Regions from separate parts of the Mus musculus genome. Here region 2 is linked to region 1. Evidence: chromatin contacts called from public HiChIP or PLAC-seq data. All regions are on one chromosome and are shown on one strand. The core of a region is the stretch at or near the end of the contact, and the rest is flanking DNA. Distances in the headings are between cores, read along the strand shown. Region 1 has its middle 90 kb from the start of Gm33650. Region 2 has its middle 20 kb from the start of Mbnl1.

Evidence for each region. HiChIP or PLAC-seq counts read pairs in DNA pulled down with a chosen protein or histone mark.
Region 2: a contact with region 1 is called in an H3K4me3 HiChIP or PLAC-seq map of bone marrow-derived macrophages, with 2.3 times the contacts expected there. The contact joins two enhancer-like sites. A contact is called at or near these places in 9 of 39 promoter capture datasets (the 3T3-L1 cell line, 3T3-L1-derived adipocytes, the C10 cell line and 4 more), 2 of 115 datasets of contacts at active chromatin or transcription factors (acute myeloid leukemia and bone marrow-derived macrophages) and 1 of 9 other capture datasets (macrophages).

The regions. Positions count from the first base shown.
Region 1 is chr3:60,216,641-60,222,621 of GRCm38.p6, forward strand. No RefSeq gene overlaps it. Among named protein-coding and RNA genes, the nearest start is that of Gm33650, 90 kb to the right of the region's middle. Within about 2 kb of position 2,486, at least 3 of the 459 cell types and tissues checked have an H3K27ac peak or open chromatin away from gene starts, as enhancers often do. A contact at or near this core is called in bone marrow-derived macrophages, where this site is marked.
Region 2 is chr3:60,478,236-60,484,216 of GRCm38.p6, forward strand. It overlaps a transcript of Mbnl1 not described here. Among named protein-coding and RNA genes, the nearest start is that of Mbnl1, 20 kb to the right of the region's middle. Within about 2 kb of position 3,681, at least 97 of the 459 cell types and tissues checked have an H3K27ac peak or open chromatin away from gene starts, as enhancers often do. A contact at or near this core is called in bone marrow-derived macrophages, where this site is marked.

The DNA.
Region 1 (5,981 bases), core at 1,236-3,735:
AATCACTTCCTTGCTCCCAAATTGATGGCCAATGTTTCTTTAATTATTATGTGCATTATGCATCATATATAACAAATATCAACCTTAGTCAACAGTTTATTTGTATTTGTATATTTATTTGATTTCAGGATTTACCCATTTGCATTGTTTAACCTATTTTTGGGCTCTTCCCTGATAAACACTATTCCTCAAGCTTTCACCATTCCTTAGTTTTTCTCTTTATTTTTCATAATAATTACTTATTTCATCATAATCACTTATTCATCATAATCAGATAATGAGGTATTGCAGTCACACAGTACTATTATTTTGAAATTAATATGAGACTTTACATGTAGTAGGTTTATTATGAAATTAGTTATATCTGTCTTCTGTGGGTATAGACTTAAATCTGTAATGCCTACTTGATGAATATGATGTAACCTTTTTGTATTTTTCATTTTTATTAATATTTATTAATTGTATAAAATGATGGATTTTGTTATGATATGTTTTACATGTATATAATATGCTGTGATCACCTCCAGTCCCTTATAATTGTATCTTGAGCTTTCATTCCACTGTTCACTTTTTTCTACAACTGAGCCTTTCTTTTATTTTCATGTATTTCTTTATCTACAATGACTGCTTTTGTTTTGAAATCAATTTGTCAGTTATTAAGATAGTCATTCCTGCTTGGATTTTAATTCTATTTGCTTATTATGCCTTTTCTATCTTTTTATCCTAAGGTGATTTATCATCAATAGTAAGGTATTTTTCTTGGAAGCAATAAAAGATAGATTCTAACCCATAATCCAGTCTACTAGCCTGTGTCTTTTTATTTGGGAACTTGAGACCATCAATAAAATAAGTATTATTGAGGTACTAGGAGATGGTTCAATTGGATGCACAGTTCTTTTGCAGAGGATTTGTGTTCAGTTCCCAACATCCACATCCCCTGGCTTGTAGCTGCCTGCATCTCCAGCTCCAGAAACCCTTACACCTTTCTCTGCCCTCTTCAGGCACTACATTCCTATGCACAAAGCCACATTCATACAATCACATATAAATTTAATTAAAAATAAAACACATGCAAATATTTTAAAGAATAATTGTTGAAAGGTGTGTGTCAACTAATGACAATATTTTTATGTGATGATGTTTAAAAAGACATTTTTTAGTTAGAATTGTCTTGGTACAGCACAGTGTATTCACATGGCATTTTCAGAGTTATTTTTTCTTTTTAGACCGATGCCTCCTTTCAACATCTTTCTACAGTTGACTTAGTGGGCCTAAACTCTTTAGTATTCGAATGCCAGGAAGTTTTTATTTCTCCCTCAATTTTAATCAATAGTTTTGTTTGTTATAATAGTCTAGGTTGGCAATAAAAGCAATGTGATCTTTCAGAATATTGAATATGATTTTCAGGCCCTTCTGGCTTTATTTTATTTTATGAAATATATGTGTTGTTTTGATGAGCCTGATTTTATAGATCACTTCATCAATTTCTCTATGGCTTTCAATGCCCTTTCTCTTATCTGTGCTTCTAATATTTTTCAACTCTATTATCTCATTCAGCATTTCCCTTTTCATCCTATTAAGTGTTTTGAAGGATATAGATAGATAGATAGATAGATAGATAGATAGATATATCAATATATATATGGAATAAAGATTATTATGGATATATATACATATATATATACATATATATGTATATATATTACTTTAGTCCTCTAATAGTCCACATATGGGATATATATATATATATATATTAGGATGGTATAAGAAATACATATATATGTATTTTGTTTTCCACATGGTACATTCTATTGGTGAGTCTAGACACTGAGATTTTTATTTGTCTTATTGAGTTTTTCATTTCCAGCACCATTTCAGTTTTGATTGATGATTCAGCATTGAAGTCATTATTTCATTAGGGCCACTCACTTTGTTCTTTGGGCACTTTTGTACCTTTGAGTTTTTAGACACAGATACAATTATCTTTAAAAAATAATTGTTTGGGTATTTGCCCAGATTTCTTCACTTGGAACCATTACTATTTAATTCCTAATTTGGGAGAAAGAGAGTGTATTTTTGTTTGTTTTGTTTTGTTTTGTTTTGTTTTTGTTTATATGCTTACACTTGCCCATTTCATCTGGAGTTAGTGTGTGGGTGACTCTGTCTCTGTCTCTCTTCAAATACAAGCCTCCTTTCTTCCTCCAGTATTAGTATTTATAGTAGACAAAGTCTTGCTAGGATTAGTCTTTATATTTCTCTGTAGGGCTAGTACTTGCAACTAGAAGCTCTATTTCTGGGCTTCTTTTGAGAACCAAGCACTGCCGTTTGTCAGCAAGGTCTCTTGTTTAGGTATATAACTTGATATGGAAGATATAGAATTCCCTGCATCTGTGGGCCTTATTGTAGGATTCCTACAATTGGCTTCTCCCTAGGTTCTCAGAAAACTGTGGAACTATTCGCATGTATGTGGGTTTCACTGTGACTGAGATATGACTTCCTGTTTATGGTGAGATGTGGAACTTCCCATTGTGTCTGTGAGCCTTATCTGGAGACTGTGTAATACATTTTAGTGAAATACATCCTAAAGAATTTAAGAATTCGGGGAGAAGGTTTGGCTCAGCAATTATGAGCACTTGCTTGCAGAGAATCCAGGTTCCACTACCAGCACCCAAATGGCAATTTACAGCTGTCTGACCTCTGTGGACACCAGGCACACACATGATAAATGAATGCATGGAAAACACTCATATACATAAAAAATAAAATAAATAAATTTAAAGAAAGTATAAAGAAATAGAGAATTATTCACACCCATGCTATAGATATAAGGCTTCACTAAGCACCTTAACTTCATTTTCAGTATGATTTCTACTGATGGGCAGAAAATTTACCTTAATGAAACAGAGGTTTTCGGTCATTTTTCTTATAGTTAGGTTTTATTTGATATTTCATTTTTAAGACATTTTAACCTTGATGCTATAAAGTAGTTATATTACATAATACCATATAAAATTGCAATTTATCTTCCATTTGAAATCAATTTTCACTTGCAGTTTGATTATCAGTATCAAATTTCATTCATTTTTTCATCTTTATACCCAAGTGTGCTAATAATAATTAGCTCATCTTATTCTCAAGATTTGATGTGTAATTCATCATGCACATCTGTCATATACCCAGTATGACACAATAAGTTTTGTTTGTGTGGAATAGGAATTTCTTTTCCATCCCAGTAACGTGTCTTTTTATTGCCTATTTTAGTCACTATTTCTTAATTTACAAATCATAAAACCTAGTCATGTAATTTCTCCCATGTTATTTATTCTTTTTGCCACATCAGATTTAGTATTACGATTTTGATCTTCTCGATCTTTTAAAGTCTCTCTCTCTCTCTGTCTTTTTCTGTGTGTGTCTCCCTCTCCCTTCTTCCTCCCCTTCCTCTCTCTCTCTCGTGTGTGTGTACATGTATATGTATGTATGTATGTATGTATGTATGTATGTATGTATGTGTGTGTGTACCTTCATGGTTGTATGTCATGTGTCTTCTGCTAGTAATGGAGGGCATAAAATAGTGCCTGGTCACTTGGATGTGGAGTTTCAGTTTGGTATAGAAACTAGTAACTGAACACAAGTCTTTTGGAAGAGTGCCAAGTGTTTTAAACCAACAAGTTATTTCTCCAGGGCCTAACAGAACTTCTTTAACTTAATAATTTAAATAACTTATTGGTGAATTGAATTAATTTTCTGATATTCTTTATAAATATTTTATTTTTATTTTCTCCAAAGAATTTTCCCCTTTTATCATGTTTTATAGGACTTATTAATATGGTATGTGTTAAATATAATCATTAAAGTGTCCTTTACTTGTTACTGAATTTTAAAGCAAATAGCCTTTAATGTTTCTGTACCTACTGTGAGGTTGTTCTAAGCTGGAGTAGGCAACACACACTAGATTTTTTTAAAGATAGTCTTATGACTGAAGGGAGGCCAAAGTGTGGATACTTGAATCCTTCTTAGAAGGGGGAACAAAATACTCATGGAAGGAGTTACAGAAAAAAAGTGTGGAACAGACTGAAGGAATGTCCATCAAGTGACTGCACCACCTGGAGATCCATCCCATAAACAACCACCAAACCCAGACACTATTGCAGATGCCAACAAGATTTTGCTGACAGGAGCTTGATATAGCTGTCTCCTGAGAGGCTCTGCCATTGTCTGGCAAATACAGAAGTGGATGCTCACAGTCATCCATTGAACAGAGCACAAGTTCCCTAACAAAGGAGCTAGAGAAAGTATCCAAGGAGCTGAAGGGGTTTGGAGCCCCATAGGTGGAACAACAATATGAACTAACCAGTACCCCTAGAGCTCCCTGGGACTAAACCACCAACCAAAGAAATCACATGGTGAGACTCATGGATCCAGCTGCATATGTAGCAGAGGATGGCCTAGTCGGTCATCAGTGGAGGAGTGGCCTTTGGTCCCGTGAAGGTCCTCTGCCCCGCTATAGGGAAATGCCAGTGCCAGAAAGTGGGAGTGGGTGGGTTGGGGAGCAGGGGGAGAGAATAGGGGATAGGAGATTTTTGGAGGGGAAACTAGAAAGAAGTATAACATTTAAAATGTAAATAAAGAAAATATCTAATAAAAAATCTTGCTGCTATATCAGATCAAGTGTTCCGATTACAGACATTCACTACCTTGCCTGGTTTACAAACTTTTAAATGTATTTTATTACTATAGATGCATTGTAGACATAATAGATTTCACTGCACATAGCATATTTTAAACATATTTAGGCCTCACACTTTTCTTACATATTTTAACAGATATATTTAAAATATTGAAACATTTTCTATTGAAATGATTAATAGATTGATCACATTGCTTTTCCCTTCCATTTCTCAATGGAGTGATGTTAAAAGACTTTTATTTGTAACTTCTATTTCATGTATGACTTTAGGGAAAAATCTACTTTCCTATTATATTTTTCTTCATAATGTTGAAATGCCACATCAGCCCACTAAAAAATTCTATAATTCAGATATTCATACTCAACAGAGTAGTTCAAAGTTAGACCACATACTTACGTGTATGTTAAATTATGATTTTACTCTTTATTCTATAACTGGGAATTGTATAGGTACATTACTTTCTTCAGGGTGCCTTCTCACTTCTCATCCAACCTACTATAATTTTAATAAGCGGTGGCACTTTGAAAACACATTTTAAAGTGAAACTTGTGTCTAACTACCTGAAATTACATAAGTATGATTGGCTAGTGGTCATTTTTATAATGACTTTTTTTTTTTATCTTGTTGCTTGCAGTATAGGCTCTGGTATTAGCTTTTCATCACTATGGCAGGTACCTGAGATGAACAGTTCAAAAGGAGAAAGGTTTATTTCAAGTAAATATTTCATATATTTCAGGTGAAATTCATTGGAATCTACTACTTTAGTTAGGAGGTGAAGCACAAAGTCAGTGGTAGAAACACAAGACCAAGATTGTTGAGCTCATGATGGCCAGGAAAAAGATAGAGACTGGAAAGGACAACAAATAGCACACATCTTTCCAGAATATGCCTCAGTGACTTACTTTCTTCAACTATGTCTCAACACTTATCAGTTCCATCACATTATGTATCTATCAATGAGTTAATATTTTGATTAACACAGAGTCCTTGGGTATTTCTCCAAACCTTACTAGGTTTCTGACTCATTAAACTTTTGTCGAATATTTTATAACCTGAACATTACTTAACAGTATGTCTCTGGCTTTGGTGTTATAATTTTATCATCTTGTTATAAAGAATTATATTGTTGAAAGTTTCAAAATCATCTGCTTTGTATGTATCAGAATTGCACTTTGGCAGTTATCATCACTTTTCATTTAAATTTGTTGTTTTTGTTCTCTACCTATGACTTTTGAGTGCACAGGTCCAGCCTGTTTCCCCATGGATCTGTTTTTGGTACCAACTGTGAGTAGT
Region 2 (5,981 bases), core at 2,431-4,930, 260 kb after region 1:
GATACCTTTAAAAAAAATGAACATAACTGTTACCCATAACATGCTTAATTATGCTAACATATTTCTATTTGGTGGTTTTTTGTTTTTGTTTTTGTTTTAGTTTGTTTGTTTGGATTTTTTTGTTTTTTGTTTTGTTTTTGCTTTTGTTTGTTTGTGTGTGTGTGTGTGTGTGTGTGTGTTTTGGCTCAACTCCTGTTTGGGGTGGTCAGACATTTTGTGCAGCAGTCTTGCAAAAGTGTTGCTTCTTCCCGTGCTACCATGTGGAAAGGCTCTTACACTCACCTGTCTTGCACCAGCAATGTCAGCTTTATTGCCTTTTTGAGGCATTGCCTGCAATTTCCCATCACGTAGTGACAACTTCCCAACAACAAAAAAAAAACTGTCTTGGACATAATACTGATATTCTTGTCTAATGTAATCTTTATTGTGAAGTTTAACAAGTGTTTATCTTGCAAAAACAACATCTTTCAACTGTGATACTTCCTTTATGCACACATGTTGTTTCCAAGCTATTACAGGCTAAAGAATCTTTTCTTCCACACTGGTTTATTTATGACTTTATGTTGCTGGGCTCAGGGAATTTCTAGCTTTTCTTTCATGACTTGTAATTGATTGTTGCCATAATTATTTGTTGTCAAATTGTACATATTTGACCATCAGAGTCTCATTTATTTTGTTTTTTTATGTCTTTATGGTATTGACCAACCATATTAGTGATCTTTTTCTTATTTTTGCGTGAAAAGATATACTAAGCTGTCACAACATCCATTCCATTGTATCTCAAGAATTTTTGCAATGTCTTTGGTTGGTGGAGCTAAAAATGTGGTCCCTTCACTCATATTTTTTTCGTGAACCTTTCACCAGAATATAGTGATTTATATGCCCATGCACAACCACAAACATGTAAGTACATATGTTTATATCAACATACATGTGTGAAAACATCTATATCCATGCATATATTTCTATACTTTCTGGGTATTCTGAACTCATTCTGATTATCTTTAGGTAAAACCATCTTCATAGACATTTTTTCTTGCTCTCCCCTTTCCACATTTGATTCTTCTCCCATGTTGAGATCCCTGTAGCCTGACAGCTTTAACGTGCTTGATACTGACTCAGTTCCATACAGTACAGCTACAATAGCATCAGAATTTCTCCCGAGAGCCCAGGGATTCTGTGCAATTGTTTGTCCTCCTCCCAAATATCACCAAATAATTGTTTGCAAATGACTTGGCTTGTTGTTTCCTTCCTTCTGTTCCTTCCCAAGCAGTATGGGTATGCTATTAATTACGTTTGCCTCAGTTCCTCTCTAGGTTTAAAATTTTTAACAATTGTATTCTTCTTGGTTTAATTTTATTTTGGGCTTCATTACTTTGTTTTCAAACTGTACAGAAATCCTCACCACAGCCAGTTCTACTACTAAACCTGACTTAAATGTTGTGGATATAAGTCAGAGACACCTGCTTGATTTATATGTTGAACTTCATAATTCATTTCAAGTTAAATACATTTACATTTTATCTTAGCTAAAATTATTATTTTGATGTTACAAAGAATGGAAACTCCAGTATGTAAACTGAATATTTGTAGCCATATTTTAAGGATTTCTCATTCCACAGCTTTTTTTTCTTTTTTTTTTTTAGTTGAATGTGCACATGGAATCATATTTACAGAAAAAACATTCTGTAAGGAAGAAAAATAGAAACCATGAATCTGTACATTCTATACACAGTGAAAAATCTGTTATCTTATATGTAATACTAGAACATCCCTTTAATAAGACTTCATTATAGTCTACTCACACAAATTTGCAGCTACAAACATACTCCAATGCTTGTGTTAGGAACACAAAATACATTTTTCAGTTTCTGTCCATTCACTAACTGAAGTCTGAAGTAAATGCCTTGCTTCTTCTCTTCAAAAATCTAGCCTTGACCTTTCTAGTTTCCCAAGCTCAGATGGTTTTGTTTTTGTTTTTGTTTTTTGCATGTGTTCATTTCTCTTTCTTTAATTTTCTATTAATTTGAAATAACATGAAAACTATATTTCCTGAACTGTCTACCAATGTCTGGATTCATGTGTCGGAATGACTACTAACTGTTGTAGTCAGATGTTAACAGAAGTCAAAATTCCAACATCCTCCTAGACCCAACCTTTCCCTTTCCACAACTCTTTCTGCTTCATCTACTATAGTGATCACTAATCAGCACCCTTTTCCCAGTTCCTCAGTTGATGGATGCCCTTACCCTTAGCTGTTTTCCACCTATCAGCAAGAATATGAACTCGGTCCAAAGCAAGTGTGGAAAGGTTCTTCTTCCACACCCTCTGCAAAGCATACCACGCTGTGGTCTTTGCTCTTGCAGCCTTCTAAGAAACTCTTCTCACTCTTGTGTGCCTGCCAGAATAGCCTGATCATTTGCAGATTACACCATATTGCTCTCTTCTCAGAAATTCTCTAAATGTTTTCCATTTTAATTAGGAAGAGATCCAATATCCTAGATGTGGCTGTGCCTTGATCTCTACATGCATGTCTTTTCTCAAACTTACTCTCCCTATCTCCTGGCCCTAGTCTTCATTTTTGCTACAGCATATTCCAAGCTCATTACTGACCCAGGTTTTCTCTCTTTTCCCCTCATACTCATTTCTCTTTCTCTAGCATACTCTTCCCGTACACTGTGACACAATAGTTTATTCATATCTCAACTCAACATGTCCCTAGGCCTTGTCTCTCCTCATTACTATCTACATATTTAATTGCAGTAGACTGCCTAGGAGCTTTCTACCACTTCTTTCTGTTTTCATTTTTTGATGTTTCCTTGAGACTGGGTCACAATATGAAGCTCAGACTGGCATACAACTGATGCTGCGCCTACCTCAGCCTCCCAACTGCCGGAAATACAGTTGCAGTGTGTGCATGCCACTGGAATCTCCTTTCCATTCCTCCCTCCATCTCCCCCTCCCTTCTTCCATGCCTCCCTCTGTCTCTCCCTCACTTCTTTGCTTCCTTCCTCTTTACTATTCTTAATAGCACATATTATTTTTGCTTTTTGCTTTTTATTTTCTTTTTCTTTTTTTATAATGAATTATTTTTCCATTTTTATTAGGTATTTAGCTCATTTACATTTCCAATGCTATACCAAAAGACCCCCATACCCATCCACCCCCACTCCCCTACCCACCCACTCCCCCTTTTTGGCCCTGGCGTTCCCCTGTACTGGGGCATATAAAGTTTATTTTGTTTTTCAAACAGAGTCTCGTTTAGGACTGTCAGACTGAAACTCACTTATGTAGACCAGGCTGGGTTCAAATTCAGAGATCCACTTGCCTCAACGTCTTAAGTGCTGAGACTAAAGAATGGACCACCATGGCTGATTTTGACCTATTTTTAAAATTCTGCTCTTTCCTGTATGTTCTTCTTAACAGACTCCAAGTTCCTTGGTTGTTTATGCTGTGCCTTTTGTTTTTAGTACATTGGCCAGTACATAATTCATGCTCAATAAGTAAATGATGGCCAAAGTCAAACATTTAACCAATTCTGAACTGCATATACAAATCAAAGACACAAAATAAAACTAGCTGGGTCTCATGGCTGCCTGAGAGAAGCCTTGGCTGTACCCCATGCAGTTGTCAGGTGGAGAAACTGTTCTTGTTGAGTCAAAGGAACTGAAACCAAACTGTGGTCCCAGAAGACAGTAAGTAGACCAAGATCTTCTTTTCTTCTCCCCTCCCTCTCTCTGTCATCCTGTGTTGGCTCTTTTCCACTAAGCTAAAAACAGACAAGTTCAAAAATGTCTGCCACTAGCATTTCAGAATCCTGAAGTGGGGGGAATACTTTGTGTTGTTTTTCCGCTGTCTTCAATTCATTCCTCCACCCTACCACCAAGAAATTCATGGGACACTCTTCTTTGACAGTTAGAGGTCATGGCTGTCCTTAAGTCTATCTCTGTCAGAACACTTTCCTAACTAAGCATGCTGTTTTGCAATACTTCCTGGACTAGTTTTGATCTTGAGGTTGGCTACCGAGCTACTCTAGGGAAACTGACTGGATGGTGTATTCAGAATATAAAATAGAAAGATATAAACACATGCCTTGGCTCTTAAGACTACCACCCTCAAAATGCTGACTAGATTATGGTGATGTACTGAACTTTTTTTGTGTGCCGTTATTTTTCAGGTGCTTTAATAGCCTCAATAATTCCGTAAAACCAGAGCTATTCAGATTTTTTATAAATAAGAAAAACATACAAACTCAGAGAGAGGATAGGTGGATAAAGTCACAAAATGTGATCATGATGTGTTTATCTCCAAGTTGCATCTACCTGTACTACTTAGTTTTTGATAAGGAAAGCAGGCCAACTTATGGCTTGGATGCAGGCAAGGATGCTCATGTTCATGGTGCAGCTCTGACTTAGAAAAAACTCAAATAGGTGAGCACTGTGCACAGACTGCAGCAATGACACACTGAAGGCTCTCTGGAGAATGACACTCTATATAATATAATTACATTATAATCACAAGGACAATTCCTGGCATCATTTAATGATATGCAGAAAAGTTTGCATCTAGATAAGGTGATCGGTTAAGACAAGATCAGGAAATTTCAAAGAATAGTCAACGAAGTGAGAAGCAACTCCAAAATTCCATGATTTAGATATGGAGCCATGTGGAGCCATTTTCACACACTGTATTCTCCTACCCAGAAAGTTGTGATGTGACACTAAATGCTGTATGAGAAGACTTTAAATCTAGTGAGAAGCTTTAATTACCATTTTTGAAATGAGTATCTCCGTGTTCTTGTGTATTAAAGCCTGTGGCTTGGGCATGGTTCTAAAGCCAGAGAGGCAGTGATAACTTAGACCAAGTTTTCACCCTCGAGGTGCCCACAGTCTAAATGGAAGAAGCAATGGATAAAATGGTAAGTAAAGCCCTTTCTGGAAGTTTCTTATGATGGTAACTATGCCCAGGCCATTGAGCAGTTATATAATGGAGACAAAGAATAAGGGCTTTTCTTTTGTGTGGTTTCTCAAGATTGCTTCTTTAGAGGGATGATATTCAAGGCAATGAGAAGGTCAAAGAAGGGTCATTGCTAGGCTCAGGGCAGGACTGAACTGAATTTGACATATCAGAATGAGGAATGTGGTTTATGTCTCAGTGTGTCATGGGAAAGAAGGGTCTTGAACTGATATTCAGAAATGGTTGAGTCATATAGATTGGAGGCCAAGAGACAAAGTTGTTCAGTGTGAGAAACCATTGGCAATGATATGCACATGTGTGAATTGGGGGCAGAAATGCACAGAGAGATCCATTATCTCTGATTAACACAGGGCAGAGAATACTGCTGTGTGAAAAGCAGAGGTAATTACTGCCCAGGTCAGAAGTTTCCTTGGAGATAAATTATTATATTAGATGAATTGCAGACAAGACAGGTTTACCTTCAGAGGTTAACTACATATTTTTGCCCTTTCATTTCTGTAATAGGTCAAGTTTGATAAAAAGTGTAAAGGGTTCAAAAATTATTTAAATTTATTAGATTAAGATTTTTGAGAAGAAACCTTTAAAGGGGTAATTGAGTATATTGCCCTAGCCATTTGAACATATGGATACAGGTATCCAGTGACAGCCATCATGATCCTTAATTTCTGTATGCAAATAAAGTAGAAAAGGCTATTTTCCAGCCTGCAGAAACAAATTCTCTGATGTGCCCTCATTTGCTCCTTCCAGAGCATCAGTGACTATTGAACCCTAGAAGTACCAGCGCACCTTTTTCATAAGTAGTTATTATAAATTTCCTCTGATTGTTAAAATTATTCCAAGAGAGTAAACAATCTAAATGGTTGTCTTTACGTCATCATTAGTTGGAGCGAACTTCTAAGGACCATGGGTTCAGAGATGTGAACTGCTGAGGAACTATTGAATACATTATTGAAAAGTATGCTCTTAGTTGGCTTGCAGCCCAATATCAGTCAGCAAGGGAGCAG